Linked DNA regions of Mus musculus: region 1 is linked to region 2. A link is a contact called in public HiChIP or PLAC-seq data. All regions are on one chromosome and are shown on one strand. The core of a region is the stretch at or near the end of the contact, and the rest is flanking DNA. Distances in the headings are between cores, read along the strand shown. Region 1 has its middle 18 kb from the start of Foxo3. Region 2 holds the start of Mical1 (microtubule associated monooxygenase, calponin and LIM domain containing 1).

Region 1 (4,721 bases), core at 1,630-4,129, 820 kb after region 2:
GTCCTCCAACATCAGCTGAGACGAAAAACATCTCGTTCACCCATGAAGGCATTTAAGATGCCATTGGTTCCGTTTATAGCTATGATTATGGGTTGTTTCCTTCTCTCAGTGGATACAAAGTAAAATGGCAATGTTGTTGGCGTACTGGGCACCCTTTAACACCAAAACGGACCCTCATATGTAAAAGACTTGGAAATTTTTCCCAAAGGACAGTTTCTCTATCTGACTGTCAAGTCTCTCGTGTTTTTTTGTTTTTGTTTTTCAAGGCAGGGTTTCTCTGTGTAGCCCTGGCTGTCCTGGAACTCACTCTGTAGACCAGGCTGGCCTTGAACTCAGAAATCCGCCTGCCTCTGCCTCCTGAGTGCTGGGATTAAAGGCATGCGCCACCACAGCCCCACAAGTCTCTCGGTTCTTACATCCCCTGTTCCCTTTTCATTAGAAACAAAGCTAAGGAAAAACTGCCAACACCTCCTGCTGGCAAGAAATCGCACCTTAGAGGTACAGGTACCAGCCTCCTCTGTCCCCCTTGACTGAAGCATGCCCACTCTCACCAAAAAGAATGAGCCAGATAGGAAAAGAACCTTCTTAGTCTCTATTTAGGTATTTTGATGTTTGGAGACAGGGTCTCACTATATAGGCCAGGCTGGCTTTAACTTGACATCTCCTGCTTCCACTCGCCACGTTCTAAGACTAGAGGCATGTACCAGCACACCTGGCAGAATCCCCCCTTGGAAGCAGATGTGCTTTTATGAAGACCCCAACATGTCTTCTGGGTTTTATAACCAGTTCCACTTCTCCATACTAATCTAGCATAACTCTTAAAAGATTGAATAGTGACTCACCCCAGGGATGAATTGAGTCTCACGGTCGGGGTCTTGTTTTCCTGAGAGCCTCAACCTTCAGAACCACCTTGGGAGGTGAAGTGGGGTCGGCCAGTGGAGCTCTCAGCAAGCACTTGACCAGCTGTTTTGCCTGTGTGAGCCCTGCAATTACCTAGGGTGGGTTGGTCTGCTTTGCAACTACATCTATTAGCCTCAATCTTCAGTGCCGCTGGCCGCTGTGATCATGGTTGGAAGCATCCAGAGATGCTGTCTGACATCCGTCTCTCTCTGGGTATCATCAGTAACCCCTTAGCTGTGTGCTCCCTACCCTTGCTGCTGCCAAGTGCCACTGCCCCCACCTCTCCCCTGGATCTTTGCAAAATGGCCAACATAGGGGTTATGTCTGTGTGCATTCAGCCACACAGCAGGGCCACCAGTCTGTGCTGCCAAGCAGCGGCGGGTGCCTGCATGTGATTGCAGCTTTCAGAACATGCCTTGCGCACTCCAAAGCATTATACCAGAGGCAAGTCTCCACTTTCGCTCTTAAGTCCCTTTCTTGTAAACCACCAGGCTTGCTCAAGATGACCATTCCAGAAGCCTCTCTCACAGACACAGCTCAGACTGCTATCCAGGCTTTTCTGCTCCACCGGAGAGAGCACCACAGTTGCCCCTGGAGCACTGTGACCCCCAGAACAACTGAGCACTTGACCTCCTTATCTCTAGTGTCCGTCCTGGTAAGCCTTACTCCTTTGGTTTTCTACCTCTTGGCCACTACCCAGGAAGCTCTGGGAGGGGCAGAAGGGAACAGAAAGACCTCTGAGGAAGGCTCAAACATACAGTTCCATTACATTGCTCAAGACACCAAGAAACCACAGTACAAGTGCGTTGGGGAGGGTGACCTTACCCGAGCCCACACACCCACCCACACACAGCTGGTTGGCTGACTGGCCAGAGGCAGCTGCTTCTCAGCAACTTCTAGTACAATGAGTCACCTCTAAAACAGGACCCTTAACCTGCCCTGATGGGGACACTCAGACGTACTCAGGAGGGGTAAATTCTTTCCAATGGACCAGGATGAAGGAGCCATCATTTTCACACAATGCCATGAAGGTTCCCTCAGATGAACGAGTGCTTCTTCTATTTACCCACAACTCGAGGCCCTCTAGGTCAATCCTGCCTTGTTTCCAGCTAACAGGGAGAGGCCAAGAGGGCCTGGCTCAGTGGAAACCACTCAGATCTCAACCACACTTCCTGGGTTCCAGTGTTTCTCATGGGGAAATGAGTATTTTAATTGACTGGCACCTGCCAAGGGTTGGCTTTGTCTGAATGTTTGTAACCCAGCTGGGGACACTAGCTTACCATACTAGGAATGACATTGGGATTCCAAACATGTTTGGCACACATCCCAAGGTCTATTGCTAGTAAGAATCCAAGACACCTGCATGTGTGGCAGATGATGGGTACAGGCAGCATGGCACATGACATCCCTTTTCTAGAAACACTTATATCTGCTGGGCTCAGTCTCACTGGTTTTATCACGGTGTGGCTGACCACAACAGGGCCCCAACTTTGTAGGCAGAGAGGGAGAAGAGCACAGAATCGCAGTGCCCATTTCTTGTTGGCAGCTTTCAAGATCACACTGGGAAGTGTGATTGCATTAGCCTGCACCTTGTTACCAAGAAAACTAGAGAAGAAAGGAAGGAAGGAAGGAAGGAAGGAAGGAAGGAAGGAAGGAAGGAAGGAAGGAAGAGAGGGAGGGAGGGAGGAAGGAAGGAAGGAAGGAAGGAAGGAAGAGAGGGAGGGAGGAAGGAAGGAAGGAAGGAAGGAAGAAAGAAAGAAAGAAAGAAAGAAAGGAAGAGGAAGGGAAGGGAAAGGAAAGGAAAGGAAAGGAAAGGAAAAGAGAGAAAAAGGAAAGGAGAGAAAAGGAAAAGAGAGAAAAGGAAAGGAGAGAAAAGGAAAGAAAAGAAAAGTATTTTCTAACTAGGTGCCAGGGCACTGTGATAGGTTTCATCAGAGGCAGAGACTATGCTTGAATTTCTGATCTTCTCCTGCCATCTTGTGGCTGGGAGGACGAGCTTGCTCTAAAGACAAGGAGATGAAGGCAGGGAAGAGAAAAACAGTGCTGTGGCAGCCCAGTGACTTGCTGGGGTTCACTGCCCACCACTCTACATATCAATACTCATGTAGGAGTGTGTATTATGTGTATGTATTATGTATTATGCATGTATATATATATATATATGTGTGTGTGTGTGTGTGTGTGTGTGTGTATATTATGTCTGTATGTGTATGCGTAATATATGTATGTGTGTATATGTCTGCCTGTATGTATATATTATGTATGTGTGTATGCATGTATGTATGTATATGTATGTTTGTATATGTGTGTATGTATGTGTGTATATATGTATATATTTGTATGTGTTTATGCATAATGTATATGTATGTGTGTATATATGTATGTATATGTGTATTGACAGGGTTTTATCATGTAGCCTAAGCTGGCCTTGAACTCTCAGTAATCCTCTGGATTCACTCCCCTGAGTGTTGAGGTTACAGGTACAAGCTAACACACTCAGAAATATCCACTTTGGAATTCACACTGATTGTAGTAGCAGTAGTAGTAGTAGTAGCAGCAGCAGCAGTAGTAGTAGCAGTACTGAACTAGCTATGCAGTGAAGGATGACCTTGAACTTGATCCTTCTGCCTCCACCTCCCGAATGCTCAGTTCTATGATGCTGGGGCTTAAACCCAGGGCTTCGATAATTTCCCAGCGCTGTGCCTATTATCCCAAGCCTGAGGTCGGCATGGTACTGCACACCTGTAGTCCTAACAGCACTGGAGAGGCAGAGACAAGAGAAAGAAGCGCTCCCGGCTAGCTTGCCTAACAGGAGATTTTGTTCAAAACAAACTAGCATTTCTACACTCAGTCTCTCCTTATCTGTCTGTGGTGCAACCAAAAATTCCTTCACATGAACTGATGTCCACACCTACAAAACTGTCTTCCTTCCCTGATCACCCGACCCAACAGTTTGAGACAGGATGGCACTATGTAGCCCTGGCTGGAGTGGAAATCACTACATAGACCAGGCTGGCCTTGGCCTCACAGAGACCCTTCCTGCCTCTGCCTCTGGGGTGATGGGATTAAAGGCAAGTGCCACTATGCCAGGCTTAAAACTTTCTTAAACCATTTTTGTTTCAAATATAACTTTTAGAAAGCATTTGTTTTAGATTTACTTTTTTAAATTAAACTTTTGTTTGGTTTTTTGAGACAGGGTTTCTCTGTGTAGCCCTGACTATCCTAGAACTGACTCTATAGACCAGGCTGGCCTCGTACTCAGATCCACCTGCCTTTGTCTACAGACTTCTGGGATTAAAGACATGTGCTACTACCACCAGCTATAATTAAACTTCTGAGACGTGTTCATTAGCATGCAATGGTAAGACGACCTTCGGAGAGAGGTTGTCTGTGCACTTTCCCAGTTTCCCCCCTAGGGGCACTGAAAGGTAGCATTTTACACTGGGATGCTGACACTGGCTAGGCCCCCATACTGAACAGTGCCATCTGAGTTACTTATCTGCTGCTCCGCTGAAACACTGTTACCATGGCACCTTAAAGAAAGACAGATCATTTGGGTTTGCTGTTCCTAATAGATAAAAGTCCATTGGGGGTGGGGGAGCTGGAGAGATGGCTCAGTGGTTAAGAGCACTGACTGCTCTTCTGAAGGTCTTGAGTCAAATCCCAGCAACCACATGGTGGCTCACAACCATCTTTAATAAGATCTGATGCCTCTTCTGGTGTGTCTAAAGACAGCTAAAGTGCACCTATTTATAATAATAAATAAATCTTTGGACCTGAGCGAACAGGGCCAGAGCTAGTGGGATTGACTCCAGCGAGCA
Region 2 (4,064 bases), core at 1,393-3,892:
AGTCTTTTCCATGGGTTCTGAGTCATGGTTTCTAATTCCCTTGCCTGGCCCCTTTCTCTAATAGAAAGCTGTATTTTTTACCATTGTCCCCTTAGCAACATACAGAATGCCTTGCTAAATGGATAGATTATATTATTTTAATTATGACTTCAACTTCTTCTGCAATTCCCCTCTGCACCTAGAATAAAATCCCCAGCCCAGCTTCCTCTTGGGCCCTTCTTCTACATTCTCACTTCCGGCCACACTGGGTTACCTCTCTATTGGCCAATACACACCCCACTCATTCTGCCTGCAGCTCAGGGGCGGGTGGTTCCTCAGCCAGGAAAGTTGTTCAAACCATTCAAGTCAAAATTATGGGAAGCTCTTCCAGACCCTCTAATCTTAACCAGTCAGCATCTCATAACTGAGACATGCGACACCTTTGGTTCTGGGTCTATTTTACATTGGGAACTGTGGCTTTCTGGGTTGTACTGACTCTAGGCCAGGCCCATCAGAGCTGAAGGTTCTGAGCTTCAGATTCAAGACCATATCATAGACTGACTTACAGACAGATGTCTTCTGTGGTATTAGAAAGTTTCTTTTCTGGCCCTACGCCCAGGAGATCAGAGGTTAGGAGGTAAGATAAGGAAATAAAAATAGCTTTGCAGAAAGACAGAACTTGGTCTGAGACACACACACACACACACACACACACACACACACACACACACACACAAAGAGGATCCTGTCCTTAGTGCCTCGAGACTTTAAACTAAGCGGCTGCTAGTGTAATGTTTTCCAAACCCATTAGAATGGGGCTCTTTGAAAATTGAATTTTCATGTGTGGGACATTTATTTTATTTAATCCAACATGAACTATAGTCAGTATGACTAGGCCAACTACTTTTAGCTCACATAAATACACAACTTCGGGTCATAACTCAAGATCCTAATAAGGGAAAAAATGCTTGTTTTACTCTGTACATTTCTGAGAATCGGCAACACGGAATAAAAAGGCCCCAGACCTGAAACTAGCTAAGGAAGTTGGGTCATTCAAAATGCTTCCATTTAGAGACCAGGAGACTGAGGTGTGTGTGCTGGTGGTGACTTTGAGACACAGTAGGCCTGGTACAGAAATCTGACAGAGAGACAGACAGACAGACAGACAGACCTTCTGGAGTCCTGAAGCTCTGTGGCTCTAAGGTGGGTCTTTAACTAGCAGCAAGGAAAGCTGGAAATCAGCAGGTTTTTAAGAGCTGAGGAACTCGTTCTGTGATCCTTTTAAAAGGCAGCCTTCACAGCCTTTAAATTTGTTGCTCATAGAGCCACACAACCCTGTTTGGCTACAACTGAAAGTCTCTGGGGGAACCTGGGTCTTTGTAAACAAGACACAGTAAGTTGCTGTAGTCCATCTGCTAATAAAAGGGAGAGGCATGATCCTGAAAGCCGGAAGCCCATCTCTACTGGGCTTTTTAGAACATTTTTTACACTGTGTGTTTAAGTATGGGTGTGTATGACATTCTGCAAATTTGTTCCAAGCAAAATGATGTCACTCTCAGGAACACAAGTGGGCCCAGCTCAAAGGCTTCCTGGCTTCCAAAGTGTGTGGCCTGGCTGGATTGTTGGCCTCTCCTGGCAGAGGGCTGGCATTTCCTCTTGCTTCTCTCTCTGCCTTCTTATCAGCTGCAGCTGTGTGTGTTTAGAGCTCAGGACTTACTGGGTACCCCAGTATATCTGGACAAAATGCAAAATGATTTATTCAAACACAAACCCAAAAAGATAGCCACTGGACCTTGGCTTTTGTTGGTCCCTGGACCTCAAGAAGAGAGATGTAGCCATTTTTTCCTAGGTTAAGCACTTCTGGGGTAGCGATTTTACTTCCTCATGATGTCAAACCTTATTTCAGTCCCGTGGTTTAACAGTGGTAGGTTGGGATCCAGAAAGGCCTGGGGCTGATAGCATCCATGCCACTGGCTGGTGAACATGTGCAGTCATGAAGCCTCATTGACATTTCAGTAAAATAGGTTTTGTTAATGCTCATGCAATAAATGAGAACTGCTGTTTTATTAACTTTAAAGCTGCTTGATTTTGAACAATTCCTTTCATGCTACAATTTCTTAACAGGAAATACTAAGAATTTGATTCCAAAGTTCCCTAGCATTGTCTGAGTCTTGACTTTAGTTCTGCACATTGAAGTTTTATCCTCTCCCACATACCCTTACCATCCTGTTTTTCTTAGTTGAAAACACACACACACACACACACCTGGTTGTGTGTGTACCTGGTTGAAAGATGTGGACCAGGACTTTAAGCTTTGTCTTTAGCCTGAGCCTGGGAGCCAGCCGACCTGTCCCAGGAGAGATGGACCCCCGCAACTGGATCGCCTGTGGCGCCAGGGGTGTGAATTTATCGGTGGGAGAGGTGAAGAGAGCTCAGACATCTGGCGCCACTCTCGGTTCTTGCAGCTTCAATAAACTTCTTGCCGGAGGCCTGCGCCCGCTCGGCCAGCTCTTGGAAGTGGCCTACAGCGTGGGTACCACCGGGGCGGACTCAGGCACGGTCACTCAAGTCTCTGCTCTCCCTGTCCCTGCCTGGCCAGACCGTTTGGAGGCCCCCAGCAGCCCCTGGTGTAGGCAGAACCACGCCCTACAGCACCACCCGGCAGGCGTGGGCGGGACCCAGGCTGTCCCCAGAGGAGGACTGCGGAGTACGGAGGTTCGGAGTAAGTCTTCCTCTGTGCTCTGCGCTGGCGCTGCGGTCCAAACTCTTTGGAACTCCCCGGTTTCTGCCACCAGGCATCTCTTGCTTTCCCTGCGCCACCCCTTCCTCTGCCCCTAGGCCTGGGACACCCTTCCGACAGGAAGCGGCTCTTCCAGCCCCAGAAACGCTGGTAAGTAATCCAGCGATGCCTGCTGTGCGTCCTCCTGCTCGCTGGGCTGGGGGTGAGGATAAGGAAGGGGGTGGGGAGCGCTTCCGGGGAAATGGGGTAGGGAGCCACGCCTGGCTGGTTTGGCGGGTCCTCTTGCCGGCCCTACCCAGATGAGCGCCTTTGTGCAGATTTTGCTGTCTAGAGTATTGGGAGCTCTCACCCCCGCTGCTCAAGGTCCAGCTCTCCATCCCTTTAGACGCTCCACCAATGGCACATCCTTTGTGCTTGTTTCCAGTCTGGGTACCTCTTTTATTTCCTTTAGCAGAGGTCGCTCCAACCCCCAGTCTCCCACTTCCAAGAGGGACTCCTGTCCTTTCTGAAGATCTATCCACTCTTGTCCTAGTGACCCCCTAGGGCAACCTTTGCCTCCTCCTACTACGCGGGCAATGAAGGGGCTGCTGGGGGATGATAGATCGGCCCACAACCCCCCCACCCCACCACCTAGTTGCCTCTCCCACCGAGAGCAACCCATCCCCCCATACTCTTCATCTCTTCCGGTGGCAGCGTGAGAAAGCCCTCCAAGAGCCCTTAAGCTGCGTGTGGGCTGGAGGGAAGGAAAGGGGTACAAAGAGAGGCCTTGTCTCCAGAGATTCCTGGGAGAGCACAGAGGAACGCCGTGGGAGTGAGGCTAGGGGTCGATTAGATGTGAGGGTCTGCGGAAGGGGTTGCTAACCCCACTCCTTCCCACAGCCCGTTGGAGCAGCGACGCAATCTCTTCTCAGGGGAAGTGTTTTGACCACAGTGAGTCAGAAGGTCTGTCATGCAGACAACAGTCACAACATTCTCAGGCTATTTGTGAGGGTAGTTTGGGTGGCTGAGAAGTGGAATCTACACAGGCAGTGTTGCCCCTTGTCAGGAGGCAAGCACGTGGAAAAGAACTTTGCCTTTGGGGAGAGGCACATCCTACAACCAGCGTGGCACTAAGTTCGCCAAAGGGCGCTGGCGAACAGAGACTTAGGAAGAAATGGGTGTGTGTCTGTGAGGCAGCCGCAGTTGAACTGGGGTGTTAGTTCCTGCTGTCTACAAGAAGGGAAACCTCCGCCCCCACCCCACCCCTGGCAGCCCGCTGAGAAACTCCCCCGTGTCCTACTTACAGGTCCTAGGGAACGCCCACTACAATTTCTTGTCCCCTGGGCCTCGGAGATCGCATATGAAA

Evidence for each region. HiChIP or PLAC-seq counts read pairs in DNA pulled down with a chosen protein or histone mark.
Region 1: an H3K4me3 HiChIP or PLAC-seq map of pro-B cells shows a contact between it and region 2, with 5 times the contacts expected there. The contact joins the enhancer-like site here to the promoter of Mical1 in region 2. A contact is called at or near these places in 3 of 39 promoter capture datasets (HPC-7-derived erythroid cells, hippocampal neurons and liver), 1 of 484 Hi-C or Micro-C datasets (cortical neurons), 5 of 115 datasets of contacts at active chromatin or transcription factors (bone marrow-derived macrophages, embryonic forebrain, embryonic stem cells and 2 more) and 1 of 9 other capture datasets (liver).

Annotation. Positions count from the first base shown.
Region 1 is chr10:42,292,347-42,297,067 of GRCm38.p6, forward strand. No RefSeq gene overlaps it. Among named protein-coding and RNA genes, the nearest start is that of Foxo3, 18 kb to the left of the region's middle. Within about 2 kb of position 2,880, at least 45 of the 459 cell types and tissues checked have an H3K27ac peak or open chromatin away from gene starts, as enhancers often do. A contact at or near this core is called in bone marrow-derived macrophages and pro-B cells, where this site is marked.
Region 2 is chr10:41,473,672-41,477,735 of GRCm38.p6, forward strand. It overlaps Mical1 (microtubule associated monooxygenase, calponin and LIM domain containing 1), which reads left to right and starts at 2,643. Exons shown (of 24, transcript NM_138315.2): 1 at 2,643-2,869. It overlaps Gm51797 (a long non-coding RNA gene), which reads right to left. Exons shown (of 2, transcript XR_003948996.1): 1 at 4,003-4,064.